2 separate regions of the Zea mays genome follow, and region 2 is linked to region 1. The links are chromatin contacts, called in public Hi-C maps. All regions are on one chromosome and are shown on one strand. The core of a region is the stretch at or near the end of the contact, and the rest is flanking DNA. Distances in the headings are between cores, read along the strand shown.

Evidence for each region. A called contact is a pair of places that touch in the nucleus more often than the background predicts.
Region 2: a contact with region 1 is called in a Hi-C map of ear, with 2.1 times the contacts expected there. The contact joins the promoter of LOC100273400 here to the promoter of LOC103640076 in region 1. A contact is called at or near these places in 2 of 25 Hi-C or Micro-C datasets (ear and leaf).

Annotation. Positions count from the first base shown.
Region 1 is chr1:159,868,012-159,875,178 of Zm-B73-REFERENCE-NAM-5.0, forward strand. It overlaps LOC103640076, which reads right to left and starts at 4,602. Exons shown (of 12, transcript XM_008662727.3): 1 at 4,389-4,602; 2 at 4,001-4,259; 3 at 3,531-3,910; 4 at 3,231-3,445; 5 at 3,121-3,144; 6 at 2,851-3,031; 7 at 2,461-2,680; 8 at 2,239-2,374; 9 at 1,961-2,123; 10 at 1,810-1,853; 11 at 1,641-1,703; 12 at 1,205-1,547. The coding sequence starts at 4,554. The coding sequence ends at 1,455.
Region 2 is chr1:160,691,455-160,698,621 of Zm-B73-REFERENCE-NAM-5.0, forward strand. LOC100273400 reads right to left here and starts at 3,957. Exons shown (of 2, transcript NM_001147837.1): 1 at 3,746-3,957; 2 at 3,009-3,666. The coding sequence starts at 3,895. The coding sequence ends at 3,235. LOC100277202 reads left to right here and starts at 4,258. Exons shown (of 2, transcript NM_001328639.1): 1 at 4,258-4,469; 2 at 6,025-6,366. The coding sequence starts at 4,371. The coding sequence ends at 6,102.

The DNA of each region.
Region 1 (7,167 bases), core at 3,352-5,851:
AGCCACTGTCGTTTTCCGCGGACCGCACGGCTGGGGTCTCCCGGCTCTCTTGTCACCTCCGCGTCGCGTCCATGCATCCGTCGCGTCTTCGTGGGCTTGTGGTGGCTGCCGGCGTCGTGTCGCCGGGCCCAACCCCAAATTGTTAGACCATGGAGACGACGTGGTCCTGAGTCCTGAGACCATACGATTCAAATATGCAGCGGACGAGCGGGCGGCGGATGAGAAGTGCATCACTGCACGAGCAATGCATGGCGCCGAAAGGACCGGCCGGGCCCACGGCCCTTTCTCCGGGGGACATGGTCCGATAGAGTATGAGGGACATGGAAAGAGAGATTATGACGATGGCCCCACCCGTCCACCACACAACACATATCTAATCTATACATACCAAGCTAGGCTAGTCTCAATTACTACATTTTAATGGCCCATGGCGTGGTGTAATAGTCTAGTCCAAGCACTCATCGACAGCACATTAACACAGAGCCGGGACCCGGGACCTCACGTCGACCCATTCTCCCCTTGGATGATTGTGTGTCATCTCATCTGGGGAGCTGGAGGGCCTATAAATACCACCACCTCACTCTTCGCTTTCCACTCCATCTGCAACAAGCCAACCGCAACCAGACTCCAGAGAGAGAGAGAGAGAGCCACACATTGCAAGCTTCCACCATTTCCAAGAACAACTGCCACTGCAGAGAGCTCGTACAGGAAGAGATGGAGATGCACATGGACGACAAGAGCAAGACGCCGCTTTCCAAGAAGGGGAGCCGGAGGTCGGCGTCGGCGTCGGCGGCGGCGGGGCTGAAGAGCCGGCCGTCCAGGGCCGCCGCGGGCAGGTCGGTGCCGGGCCGCCTGGCGGGCCTGGTGAAGGAGCAGAGGGCCAGGTTCTACATCATGCGCCGCTGCGTCACCATGCTCGTGTGCTGGAGGGACTAGCTCGTGCAAGCGGTGCGCATCTATCCATGGCCGTAGCGCGTAGGCCCCCCCACCCCGTTCGGTGGATGTGGGCTGTGGCTCGGCCCATGTGGGCCTGGAGCTGTAGCGCCCTGGTAGGTGAGGACGTGATGTCCATCACATGTGCCATATATACTGACTAGTTTCCCAACAACAGCAACCCCAAAACAAAACAAAAAAAAGTGTCATGGTGAGAGATCGGAGATGTGCCTGTTGTGTGGCCATCCTGTGGTTCATATGTGTCCATAGCTGTCGGAAAAATTAGTATAACTTCATCCTGTGGTTCATAATTGTACGCAAAAGAATTACTATCATGATTGCCTGAAATATAACTTCACCCTGTTACAGAAAAACTTTCTTACCGAGTTTCTTTTTTCTGTCAAAAAGAAGGAACAAATAAACGTAGCTGCAAAAACAAAAAAACAAAAAAAAAACGACAGACTGCTAGTTTCAGCTCTGTCAACATTGGAAAGAAAGAATCTGCAACAGCTACGCAGACACTATCTGCTGCTAATCATCTGGTTGATCGAGGTAAATGAGCCGATGCACGCGCACACAACGCCAATCGCTATGATGATTATGCACAGGATGATCTGCAAAGAAAATGACCATAGATACTCAGTGTTGAGCAGTTTCAGGTTCCAATCCTGTATTTGTTGGTCCGCGCGTTTCTAGTTGGTGGTTACCTCCCACAAGGGCACTGCGCCCTTCTTGATGGAGAGGTAGCATGCGCATGGGAGTATCAAGGCCTGTATAAATCATCATCAAGCACATTTTTTTTATCAACTTCTTTCAAATGGCCAAAGTAGAGAAATCCACCGCAGAAGTGTAGGTGAAATGTTCTCCAGAACCTACCACGAGCATTGTGAACACGGATCCAAGCAGTGCCATCACCAGGGCTGAGAAACCAGAGGAGGGTAGGAAAAAGTCAAAAAAAAACATCTTAAAATTTAAAAATGGAGGGGAGGATCATTCAGTTAAACCGAGAAAGACTACTACTACTCACCAAAGTAAGGGAAAAGCAGAGCCACCGCAACGGTTGAGAGGACGAGGCATGTCCTAACGAGCATTCCGACCAGGTAACTCTGCATCTTCTTTGGTAGGGCTTCCTCTATCGACAAGGCGACCGGCGTCATCGTCAGTGCATACTTTGTGTAAGGATTCACAACCTGGAACCAGAAAGAAAAATGCAACAAAAAAAAAACAAAAGCAATGAAATTAGCATCTCGTCGTCTTCATTCTGAACGCGATGGCAGAATGGTAAAGTGTGGTTTTCCCTCGCACCGTCATCCAAATGGCAATCTTGGATGGGATGTACTGCTGTGGCAAGTTTAGGGTGAACTGTGACATAGTGGACTCGCCGAACATCAGGAACCCTGAGACCGCAACTCCGGCGTACACAAGCGTTACCACCGTGAAGCTGAAAACGGTGCAGGATGGCATTTTGTGTTAACAAGAAGGCGGCCCATGTTAACAAGAAGCAACAAAGTTAAGAGCACCGCTTACCAGAACATGAGCACGAATGGAAACTGCGAGCGCTCCTTCATGGACGAGTAGATGTTTGGGAACACCGAGTGTCCTGAGTAGCAGTACCCATACAGGCCGAGTGCCACTGGAAGGTGGGTCACGTTCACTACAGCACCGGAAAAGCGAAACCCAATTCCTTCTCCGATGCCAACCCAGCATAGGCAGACGATGACCGTGATCGTCGCGATCACGCCTCCAGCTGAGTACATACAGAGACGGTCAGGAGTCAGGAACAATCCTTCTTTCGCTCAAAGATTACTTTTGTTGATCATAAACTGACTGAACTATCAGTGATACGAGTCAATTCTAACTACATTCCTATGATCAGTACAGAGGGAGTAAGAAGCAATTCCACATTTTTTTACATACCAGAAAGATATGAGAGGAGACTGAGGTTCCTGAGCCAGACTGATGGGAGGATTGCCAAGGCCATTGTGGTTGCAAAGAGATTGTGCGCGTTCAGGTCGATGCCAGTGAAAGCTAAATGCGCTGAGGGAAACACTGACGACAAGCTGTCTCCTAGCAGCGTAATGTACTCCACGCAGCTTGCCTGCAAAAAAAATATATACATAAAAATCACTTGTGTTCGACAACCAAGGCCATTCACAATAAGTTTTAGAGTTCAGAGAGCACACTTACATAAAGCTCCATGTACAGGACAACCTGAAAAAAAGAGATGCGATCAGTGAGGTAAACAACAGGTGAGCTGACTTTCGAAGAGAAATCTGTGTTTTTCAAGGTATACACACCGATACAAAGATCCGACCAAAGATTCCGAAAGCGACTTGTCCAATGTCTGGGTATGTCTCAATGTTGGGCGAACTGTCTATGCACCTCTTGAGAAGCAAGCCCGTGTAGCACGAGCTGCCACCCAGCAAGGGGAGCAGCAGGAGGCTTAGCCATCCCCCTTCCTTGATTCCATAAGCCGTGGTGAGAATTCCAACGCCGCACAGCACATTGAACCCTAGAAATTCGACCAGCATTGATGATTGATTCCATAAGCTGATTACTCTAACACCTGAGAATTCAAGATCCAACTGGTCACGCACCATTGATGATTGATTGGTTCCTGCTGCACTTGCTAGCAGGCGGAGGAAGCTCGATATAATCGGATTTCAGGCATTGCCTGGAGGGTCTCTCGGGCAGCTCCGCCTCGTGCGCAGCCGGCCACCGCGGCGCCTGGGCGAGGCTGTCCGTGGACTGCTTCACGGGCCGCGGCTGCGGGTGCAACGACGACTGCGACAGCTGCGGGAGCGAGGGCGGCAGCAGCGGCCTGGTGAGCGGCAGCCCCGAGCCCTCGCCTTTCCTCAGGAAGAAGGAGCTCCCGGCCTTGAGGAAGGAGCTGCCGAATCTGGTCAGGCTCGGGCTCGCTGCCATGATCGAGTTCATCGTCGGCGACGGCACCGCGCTCAGCATGTCGATCGACTGCCTGCATGCGAAACGAGAACGCCGCCGAGGAAACGGCGTCAGCTCCGAATCGTGGAAGAGATGTGGACGGCGAGGCGGCTGGTTGACGAACCTGTAACTCTGCGGCCACGCGCCATTCTGGCCGTCCTCGGGCGTGTCCTCACGCTCGCCGCCGTCGCGACGCCGGACATGGCCGGCGCGTGTCTCGGCGTCGCTCCGGTCGGAGAATGATCCATCGTCGGAGGAGGTCGGCGGGGATCCGCCGTCCCGGTCGACGCCGAGATCGTCCTCATCGCCGATGAATAGGAGCGAGCGGTCGCCGTGGCCCACCTCCTCGTCGCGGTCCATGTCGGGCTCGGCCGTCCAGAGTGCTGAGTGCACGCGCATGCAACACGGCAATGCAGGTGAGGATCAACGAAACCCAAATCTATATTAACATCAATCCCTGACGCAATGCAACGATCTCAAGGAAAGAAAGCATCACGATCTGTACTACGTACCCAACACAAACGCTTCCCCGATCTCCACTCTTCCAGCCACACGAGCAAGGCTAGAGAAAATATGGGGCCGGGGCCGACGAACACGGAGGGAAGGGGGAGAGATAGGCGGCCGGTTTCTGAGGAGCCGGTCCCGGACTCGTGGCCGCGCCGCCTCTCTCGCAACCATGAACCGGGTGACGTACGAGACGGCTGACGCTGGGCCTTTTTGTTATTGCCACTGAATGGTGGGCCGTTGGCCCATGCCCTTCCCCCCGTGTCCGTGTGTTGTGATATCGGAAGCTGTGCATGACGTCGCGTCAGGTTGGTATGTTGAGCTGGAAAACAGTACGTACGTGACAGCTTGTTTCGAGTTTAAATTTACGCGACCGAATATTCCCTCCAATCACAAATATGTGCCGCATTCACTTTAACGCAATTTTCTAAATACACTTTCAAATGTATGAGATTTTATAAGTATTTTTTAATACAAATATATATATATATAGTTTAAATGTTTTAAATTAAATAATTTATAAGTGATTTTAGAAGACAAACCTAGTACTCCCTCCGTCCCACGGTACTATTAGTTTTAGCCTTGTTTTTTATATATATTTAAATATATGATGATAAATCTAGACACATATATAAAACACATACATCAAATATTCACTACCGAACTCGCCTTTTTTGTCGAGTGTCTCAGACACTCGGCAAAGACCATTATACACTCGGCAAAGCCACACTCGGCAAATATTTTATCGGTAAATGATTTTTTTTTCGAGTACTTTTTTCGGGCGAGTGTCAAAAAACACTCGGTAAATTAAGAATCACAAAAAACCCAAAAAAACAGCAAAACATTTTTCAAAATTAGGGAGACAGCTTCCCCCCCAACCACCGCCATTGCTCTACACATCGGTCCTATCATTTTCACCATTTTTAATCAAATTTACGTGTTTTGTGAATATGAGATTCGAACTTCGAACTCACAACCTCACGTGTGCGCATAACCTGCTCTACCACTACGCTATTACATCATCAATTGTGCTTATATTACGTTTTCATTTCAAATTTACGTATTTTGTGAATGTGAGATTCGAACTCACAACCTCACACGTGCGCATAACTTCCTCTACCACTACACTACTACATCAATTGTGCTTATATTACGTTTTCATTCCTCATATATTATAACAAATCGAGAGTAATTTGATTATTTGAGGCACTAAATGAATTCAATTGAAAATGTTGTCAACTATAGAGTTGCATAACTTTTCAAGATACACAACTTCTATTTTGATATTTTCTACATCAGAAGCTGTTTACAAAATTTGAATTTCAAATTTGAACACTTCACACGAATTTTTCTATGATGAGATGATTTCAAATCAAAAAATCGCCAGTTACAAAGTTTCATTACATTTCAAGACCAACAAATTTTATTTTGGTGGTTTTTCCATCCGAGGTAGTTTGAAAAAAAATCAAAATTTAAATATAGGTTTGTATGACAAGATGATTTCAAATCAAAACATTGTCAACTACAAAGTTTCATAATTCTTCAATACATACAAGTTTCATGTTGATAGTTTTTTCTTTCGAGATCGTTTTCAAAATTGAAATTTTAATTTTTTTTAATTCAAACGTAGTTTTCGCTGACAAGATGACTTTCAATAAAAAATTTACCAACTACAAAATTCTATAACTTCTCAAGATCTACAAAGTTTATTTTATTTGTTTAGCCATTTATTCATCCCACATGATGGTTCTAATAATATGCACAAATCTTATACATCTCTCTTGTAGTTTCATGAACTACGAGAGAGATATAAGTTTTATGAACAAATTTACTTTTATTTTGTCATATAAAGAAATGTTCAAAATATAAATTGTATATCATGATGAGTTATACAAATTTGTAGTTGAAATTTTTTTCATCTGAATTAATTTACTGTATTAAAATGTGATTTTTAAATTGTCTTTGCCTAGTGTTGAAAAAAAGCACTCGACAAAAAGCTTCTTTGCCGAGTGCCCGAAAAAACACTCAATAAAACATTTGACATTCGGTAAAGAGCCAAATTCCAGTAGTGATTGTGTGAATCTATTAATTACTCAAGATAAATTTTAATTTGGAATAGAGGGAGTAGAAAATCTAGCTAGAGGCGGTTGTATATTTGTGGAGTCATTAAAAACAACAACCATGTTGTAAATCTAGAAGGTCTCCTGAGAAGATCCTTAGACCCGTCTCCAAAAATTAAGTGTGTTTTAAGAGGAGGAGCTTTTAAAATACACGTCTAAAAATGGCCTGAAAATGTAATGATTAGGGGTTAGTTTGGAAACCTATTTTTCAATAGAAATTAGTTCATTTTTTCGGAAAAATAGAAATTCCTTAAAAAATAGAGTTTTCAAATTAGCCCTTATGTACAGTGTTTCAAGAGATTTGTACATGAGTAAGATATGTACTTACAATTGATAATCAATTACTTATATAACTACACTTAGGCCCTGATTGTTTCGGATTATAATCTCTCCAAATTATATAATCCAACGCAAATAATCCAGCAGATAAACAAACACCTAGATTATAGGTTTAGATTATATAATCTAAAGCCCAGATTATGCTAATCTCATAATCTCCTAAAGAGTAGTTTAATTGAGATTATTTTTGGTAAAAGACCTACTACCTATGGTTATGTAAATAGAAATTACAATATATGTCATTCTTCTTTACTCACCTCAAATAAACAAACAAGGATAATGTTATCTTTGTGAATAATCTACATTTGTATAATCTAGACTACTAAAC
Region 2 (7,167 bases), core at 2,707-5,206, 820 kb after region 1:
CCACAATCTTTGCATAAGGTGAATAGGGAATGACGGTTGACCATAGAGACGAGGGCATGATTCTCGACCCCAATCCGACACACAAGCACGATAGAGGTTTTGTCGGCGGCAATGGTTGGTGGCAAAAGGACCATGAACTTGAAGATGACTGAATCGCCTGGCCTCCATAGAACGCGAATGGAAATCCCTGGTAACGCGGGAGTCAACCACCACCCACGAAAGAGATATGAGACGTGTGGCCATTTGAGGTAGCTGTTGAAAATAGCGGATGCAGAAAAGCACAATGGTTGTAACCACTCAATTTAGCTGCTTTTTGGATCATTTTCGATTGTTTTCATCCCTAGTGACCACGAGCTACTGGCACAACCTTGCCAAAGGAAGAAGGAATACCCTCACTCTACCATCGTGTTCCTTCGTTGGCAAAGCAAAGCTTGACACAATCACACCTCTTCAGCTCGCTACATATGGCAAATATATATCCATCCCATGTGTTATAATCTTGACACGGGAGCACAGAATCTACACAAAATCTATACTACTATATTAAGGCTGTAAGGGGTAGCCTGCCTCCACCTGGTTCTGCCTTCAGCCAATCTGCACCATCGATCTGTCCCTGCTCAATCCTCACCCTCGAAGCAAAAGATCGTTTTTTTCTCCTCCTTTTTTGACCAATCAAATCAGAGGGGTTCCGAAAAAAACACGAGTTCCACATCTGGACGGTGACACGGCGCAAAATCCCCAATGGATTTCCAATTTCACATGCAAAAAGTCATTCGAATGCGATGAACTTTTAACGTGTTGGTACAAGTATATACGTCATCTCGTCCGATGTACAGTAATCTATACTACTATATTAAGGCTACTGTATTAAGATAGTCTCCACCTGGTTTTGCCTTCAGCCAATCTGCACCGTCGATCTGTCCCTGCTCAATCCTCACCCTCGAAACAAAAGATAGATAGCGCCTTACTGTTTCACACGATGGCCGCGATCCTCCCCCACGAGCCTAGTCGCGATCCTCCCCCATGAGCCATCGCGATGGCCGCGATCCTCCCTCTCCCTCCATATACTGATTTGATGATGTCGTCACTGGCTTTTTCGGTTGATGCAGTTTAACCTTAACATGTTGAACGAGTGTCGTCGTGGTGGTGTGTCTGCCTAAGCTGCCTCTATTGGGATTATTCATGATTTTTATTCCATTGATGGTATTTGATTAGTCATAATAAGACACGGTGAAACTTTGAACGACTATGTCCACAGCTTGAAGCTACGGTTCTTGGGATTAATACATTTTGTTATCCTATGTTGTATCTTGGTCTCTAGTGGTCATAAATATTGAAACGAAGTCGTTATGTTGGAATATGTGTGCGTATTTTTCCTGATCGTACATAAGGAAACTGTTTTTGGTAATCAGGTCCATTCCGTTAGTAATTTCGCGGACTCGCGGGCCTAAACACGTGTCGTTTTCAATCGTGGCGTAGTTGTCTATCTGGAAAGGTGGTCTTAAGATAAAGTCGACGAAATTTTACATTGGTAGTAGCTCTTGGATAATAAATAGTATGTATTACCCATAAAATTTAACATGTGAAGGCAACAGAGATTATCCACCCGAAATCAACCAATTACAAAGATTCCTTCTCTACTAGACATAGAAGTCATTTCTTTGCTTTTCTTTACTCCTATAAAGTTTTTTCCACGTCATAATTTTGCAAAACAAATCTTGTATTTTCTTTCTTATTTAACCTGCAATGTTTTATACTAAATTTTAACTTCCGTGACAACGCACGGGCAATTAGAAATTACATAGTTCTTCTGTTTCTGCACTTGATTCAGTCCATTTGGTAAATAGCTCTCGATTTTGCATATGTGATATTATATTTCCAATACTTGAAATAGTAGTAGATAAGTATCACTTACATTCTTGAATATTTTTGGATGAAAGGAGTAGTATTTAAAGAAGAGCCTTGCATGCAATTTCTCTTGTTTGAATAATGTTTTCAACTTAAATTTCTTTTTTGCACGCGTGATATTTATTCTCCGTAATATTTTTTCTCAAGGAACTTGTGAGTCATTTTCATAAACCAGCGCTAAGGATGAATCCATGTTTCTTACTCAGAAACCCCGAATAAACACCACTAGCAGGAGGCGCGTACGTTGGCGTCGCCTCGGAAACCCCGAATAAACACACTAGCAGGAGGCGCGTACGTTGGCGTCGCTCATCGACGGCGAGAAGAAGCTTGGTGACTGTCAGTTCGACCTCTAGAAGCAGTCCTACGTGGTCGCATGCATCGCTATAGACGACAAGCTTCGGCGCAGCCATCGCTAGGACGTGGTCCAGAGTGCCTGCACCGCGCTGTCCATCATCAAGCAAGAGACCTCATGGTCGTCGCCAACGTCGGCGACTCCTAGGTTGTTCTAGGCATCGCATCCGACGACGATGTCATCATTATCGTCCAACTCATCGTCGACCTGAAGCCCGACCTGCCACATAAGTCGCTACTGACCGGCCATGAATTCTTGTGTGCTGGGACGACAGTCGTTGCTGACGTTGTGTGAGTGTCCTAAAACACGATGTATGTACGGGAGGAGCGCAACCGGCGGTGCAACGGCCAGGTGTGCTACCTCGCTGATGAGCCTGAGGTGCAGTTCGTCTAGCAGCCTAGCCAAGATTCGTCGAGGCTCTCCATGTCGCGCGCATTTGACGACTACTGTATCAAGGATAGTGGCTCATCTCGGCACCGGAGGTGACGCAGATGAGTATCGACAGCAATGACCAGTTCGTCATCCTCGCCACCGTCGAGGGTAGCTTTTGTGCCTGTCCGTCTTTAATTCTCTTCGCAAACACACACTTGTCTTTTTGTTTAAGCAAAAACGTACGTTGGTGCGTGCCTGATGACTGACGATGTATGAGGAAACTTCTTCCGTCAGGTGTGGGACGTGCTCTCCAACGACAAGGCCATGCAAATCATAGCATACATAGAAATCTACATGGCACTGATGGTCACAATGTAGTGGTGAAACAACTAGATTAAAATAACAAAATTTATGTATGGTTAGGATCATAAATAAATTATGAAATCTTTTCTAATAACAGTATAACACACATTTTATATATAAGTTATCGTGATATTATATGTTCCCGTTGCAACGCACGCACTATTTATTACGTTATAAGCATAGAGCAATTCTCTGCTTAGCCATGCACGGGAAATTAGATACGGCTGCAAATGCGCTCGTCAGCTGGAGGAGCCCTGCAGCCTGGACACAAACGTGGACGCGGCCACCGCGGCGGCGCCTCCGACCACGCAGACGAGCGCGGCGACGGCCTGCAGCGCCACCTGCCACGCCTGCTCTTCGGGGACGAGGTACACGACGGCGGGGCCCGCGGCCAGCAGCGGGAGCGCGAGCGCAAGCAGCGCGCCGGGCGTGCCGGGGTCCGTGGCCGCCGACAGCGCGCCCAGCTCCTCCAGCTTGGACAGTAGGCCCAGCCGCTCCATCGCCGACAGCGACAGCCCCGCGCGCTCCGCCGCCGACAGCAGGCCCGCGCGCTCCGCCTTGGTCAGCAGCCGCAGCTTCTCCACGTTCGTCAGCAGCTTAACCGGCGCTTTGCCGCTCGTCGTCGCCGGCCGCGGGCCCGGCTCGCCCACCGGGAACACCGTCGTCGTGCCCTGCACGCGCGCTCCCACCGTTGTCACCCGCCGATCTTGAGACTCAACAAATGAGAGGCGTACGTAGGAAATGGCTTACCGATCTTCTCGTGCCGGAGACGGTCTTGGGCGTCGGCTTCTGGCCCTTCTGGGTGGCCATGGACGCGACCCTGAGACGGCGCCCTCTCCCACCGCTGCTGCTTGGCATCGCTATGGTGGCCGCCACGGCGGCGACAGACAGTGACGCCATGACCAGCGCTCTCTCGCTCGCTCGCTCTGCCTCTCTCTCTCCCCCTCTGCTGCCGCGGCGCGCTGCCAACCCAATCAGTGGCCTAGCGCAAGCCGGCCGCGGCAATCTTTCTTGGTCGAGGTGCGCTGCCTGATCCATCCTGCACACGTGGCCGTTCTCTACTGGCTAAAGGTTTTCGATCCCAGCGGAGCGGAGTCGATTCATAGGAGGATTTCGTTTTTTTTACCCTTGGGCCTAAATTGGACCATATCTTATTTTATCTGGGAGGAAAGGCCCATTACGTTTTTTTAATCTGGGAGGAAAAGCTCAAACGGCCCATTAAGACGACCTTCAAGGCTCCAACCGGCAACAGCCCTCAGGTTATTACCGCCGCAACGCAGCGCAAGAAACAACGAACTCATTTCTAGAGGCGAAAGAGCAAAACCCTTCAGAAACCCATCGGAGAAGAGGCGGAGGGCGATCGGAGAGCGGGATCATGGCGGGGCCAGTTGCGGCGGTGACGGAGGCGTGGGACAAGCTCACCGTGTTCCTGTACTCCCAGCTCTACGACGAGAGGAACTGGGCCAAAAACAAGGTCAGCAACCCTCATCTCACACATTTTTTTCGTTCGCACTTCGCTTTGATTCTTGACTTGGTACTGGTACCAACGATTCACGGTTCGGGATTGCTAACTTGGGACAATGGTAGATTGTAAAAGTTTTTCGGTTTAATAACCTGCAACGTTGGCGACTGATCTCACTGCCTTGTTGGTAAAATAGTACTAGGATTGAGTTTGAGCATGACGATTGTTACGTTATCGTGAGTTGTCTTAGACTTCCTGTTCTGTTTCTCCTGCATGTCTTCTGTGATTAGTTGCGCGCATACTGATTGCTGAGTATAGTTGTCTCACTAATTTGCTTGCACAGATAGCCATCTACGATTGTGCTTTGCAAATTTCTTGTGTATATGTGACTGTCCTGGAGCATAATTACGTTATATGGAGGAAATTGATGCGATTAAGTTGCTGCAGTTCGTGTTCGCTTAATGTCTGACTGTGTTTGTTGTTGGTGTCATGGTTGAAACTAACGCAAGTTATGTTCGCTGGACCCCTTTTGTTTGGAGTCCCTTACTTTCATCATTGAGGCTCTTACTGTTGGGTTGCGTAGTGTGAGCTCTAGCTTATTAACTTGTACGTACCTTCCTCGATCTGCTATTTTTGCATCAGCTTGGGTTCAGTTTTCTCTCTCATAGTCATATGCCAATGAATTGACTTACATCAGGCTCAAGTGTCAGTTTAAACTATCCCTTGGTGTGGGAGCGACTCTTTAATATAGGTTCTAATTATCTTATCAATAGTTGATGAAAACCCTGGTTATCTTTGCTTCTGGCACATAACCCATTTTTCAATGAAATAGATCTTGATTGTAGTGCAAATTACAGAATACATACGTTCTTTTCATCAAGCTGCAGAAGACGTAAAATAAATAAAAAAGTTGCAGAAAACCTTGGTTATCTTTATTTTTTTGACCATAACCCATTTCTTCATATAAAAAAAAGACATAGATCTTGGCTGTACTGTAAATTACAGAAAATATAGGCCGTATTCTTCATTTCATCTATCCTTGTTGTTGCAGAAAACCTTGGTTATCTCTGTTCCTGGCACATAACCAATAAACCTGGATTTTGTTTCCGTACTGTTTCACAAAGTCTGTCCGACCAATGTGAAGGCATGAGGAGAAAAATGATGTTACGGGTAGGGGCTGTTTAGTCAACTTCGGTGGGTTTTTTTTTTTTTTTTGAAGATGTGTGAAACATTACAACCATGCAGCCACTGTTTTGCATTCAACAAGCCAAGATATATACCAAGAGAAATATCTAGACTGCACATAACATCTCTGCTCCACATGTTTATCTAGACTAGGCTAGACCTACATTTATCTGGCTTGGCTGCAAGTTTTCGCCTTCAAATTATTTTCGTAAACTGTTTAACTTCGTTTGGTATTTAATTTGTCTAACCATTTCATTACAACATTTATTATAAGCCTTGATCGAGAACTTTTTTTTCTGTTGGTACTTCTTTTTGTCCGAGAAACTCTATGATCACTAAATGCCCTGTTGTTGTTGTCGTCATCTTCTTTTGCCTGTAACAGAAGTTGGCGAAGGCTCTTGGTGTGTTCGCTGGATCCATCCTGTTCATGCGCACCTGTGGTGATATGGTGGCCATCTAGGGAGCCTTCAAAAGTTGCCTACCGTGAACTAGAGACACCCCCTTTTTTGTTGGCATTGGATGTGTTCTTACTTCGGTCAGGGACAGTTGAAGCGTATCTAGACTCTAGAGACTGTTTGTCTTGCTAGAATCGCAACCAAAAGTATTGGTCCAAGATTAGTGCAATGGTGAAATTATTTCACCCAAGCGCACGAGTTGCAGTTTTTTTTTTTCCTGGAACCATTTGAATTCTGGACAGTGGAATGGTACTCCCTTCTTTGGCTTCCTTAAATTCATGCAATGTAGTGTTGTTTTGGGATCGAATTCCCAACTCCAAAATCCAAACACATATTCACTACAGGAAAACGATGTATTTCCGACGGCCTCCACTAGTTCCGACGGTTCCTAGGGTACCGTCGGAAATAAGTCTATTTCCGGCGGCCCACGGCCAGCCGTCGGAAATAAGACTATTTCCGACGGCTTCTCAACCCCCCGTCGGAAATAAGCCTATTTCCGACGGCTGGCCAACTGGACCGTCGGAAATAAGTGGACGCCCTCTAACGGCCGTCCCCCGCGCGGCCCCCCGGCCGCGCACACAGCCAACGCACACACGCACGCACACACGCGTTCTAACGACTCCGCGCCGCCGCCGCCAGGACCTTCGCCGGCCACCTGCCCGGTCCGCCGCGGATGCCCCGACGCACAGGGCGCCGCCGCCCCGAAGCCAGCGCGCCGCCGCCCCAACGCCAGCGCGCCGCCGCCCCGACGCCAGCGCGCCGCCGCCCCGACGTCCGCGCTCACAGAGCGCCGCCGCCCCGACGCCCGCGCTCACAGAGCGCCGCCGCCCCGACGGCCGCACACCTGCCCCGACCCCGCACAGCGCGCCGCCGCCGCCGCGCCTCGAGCCGCCCGCGCCCGGCTTTGCCCACCGCCGCCGCCCGGGGCTCGCCAGAGCCATCGCCGTCCGTCGCCGTCCGGGTAATGGCATCACTGTCGTTTAGTTTTCATTATGTAAATAGTTTTTTTAATATAATTAGATTATAGTCGTTCGAATATTTGATGTGACATGGAACCAAAATACCCGTGC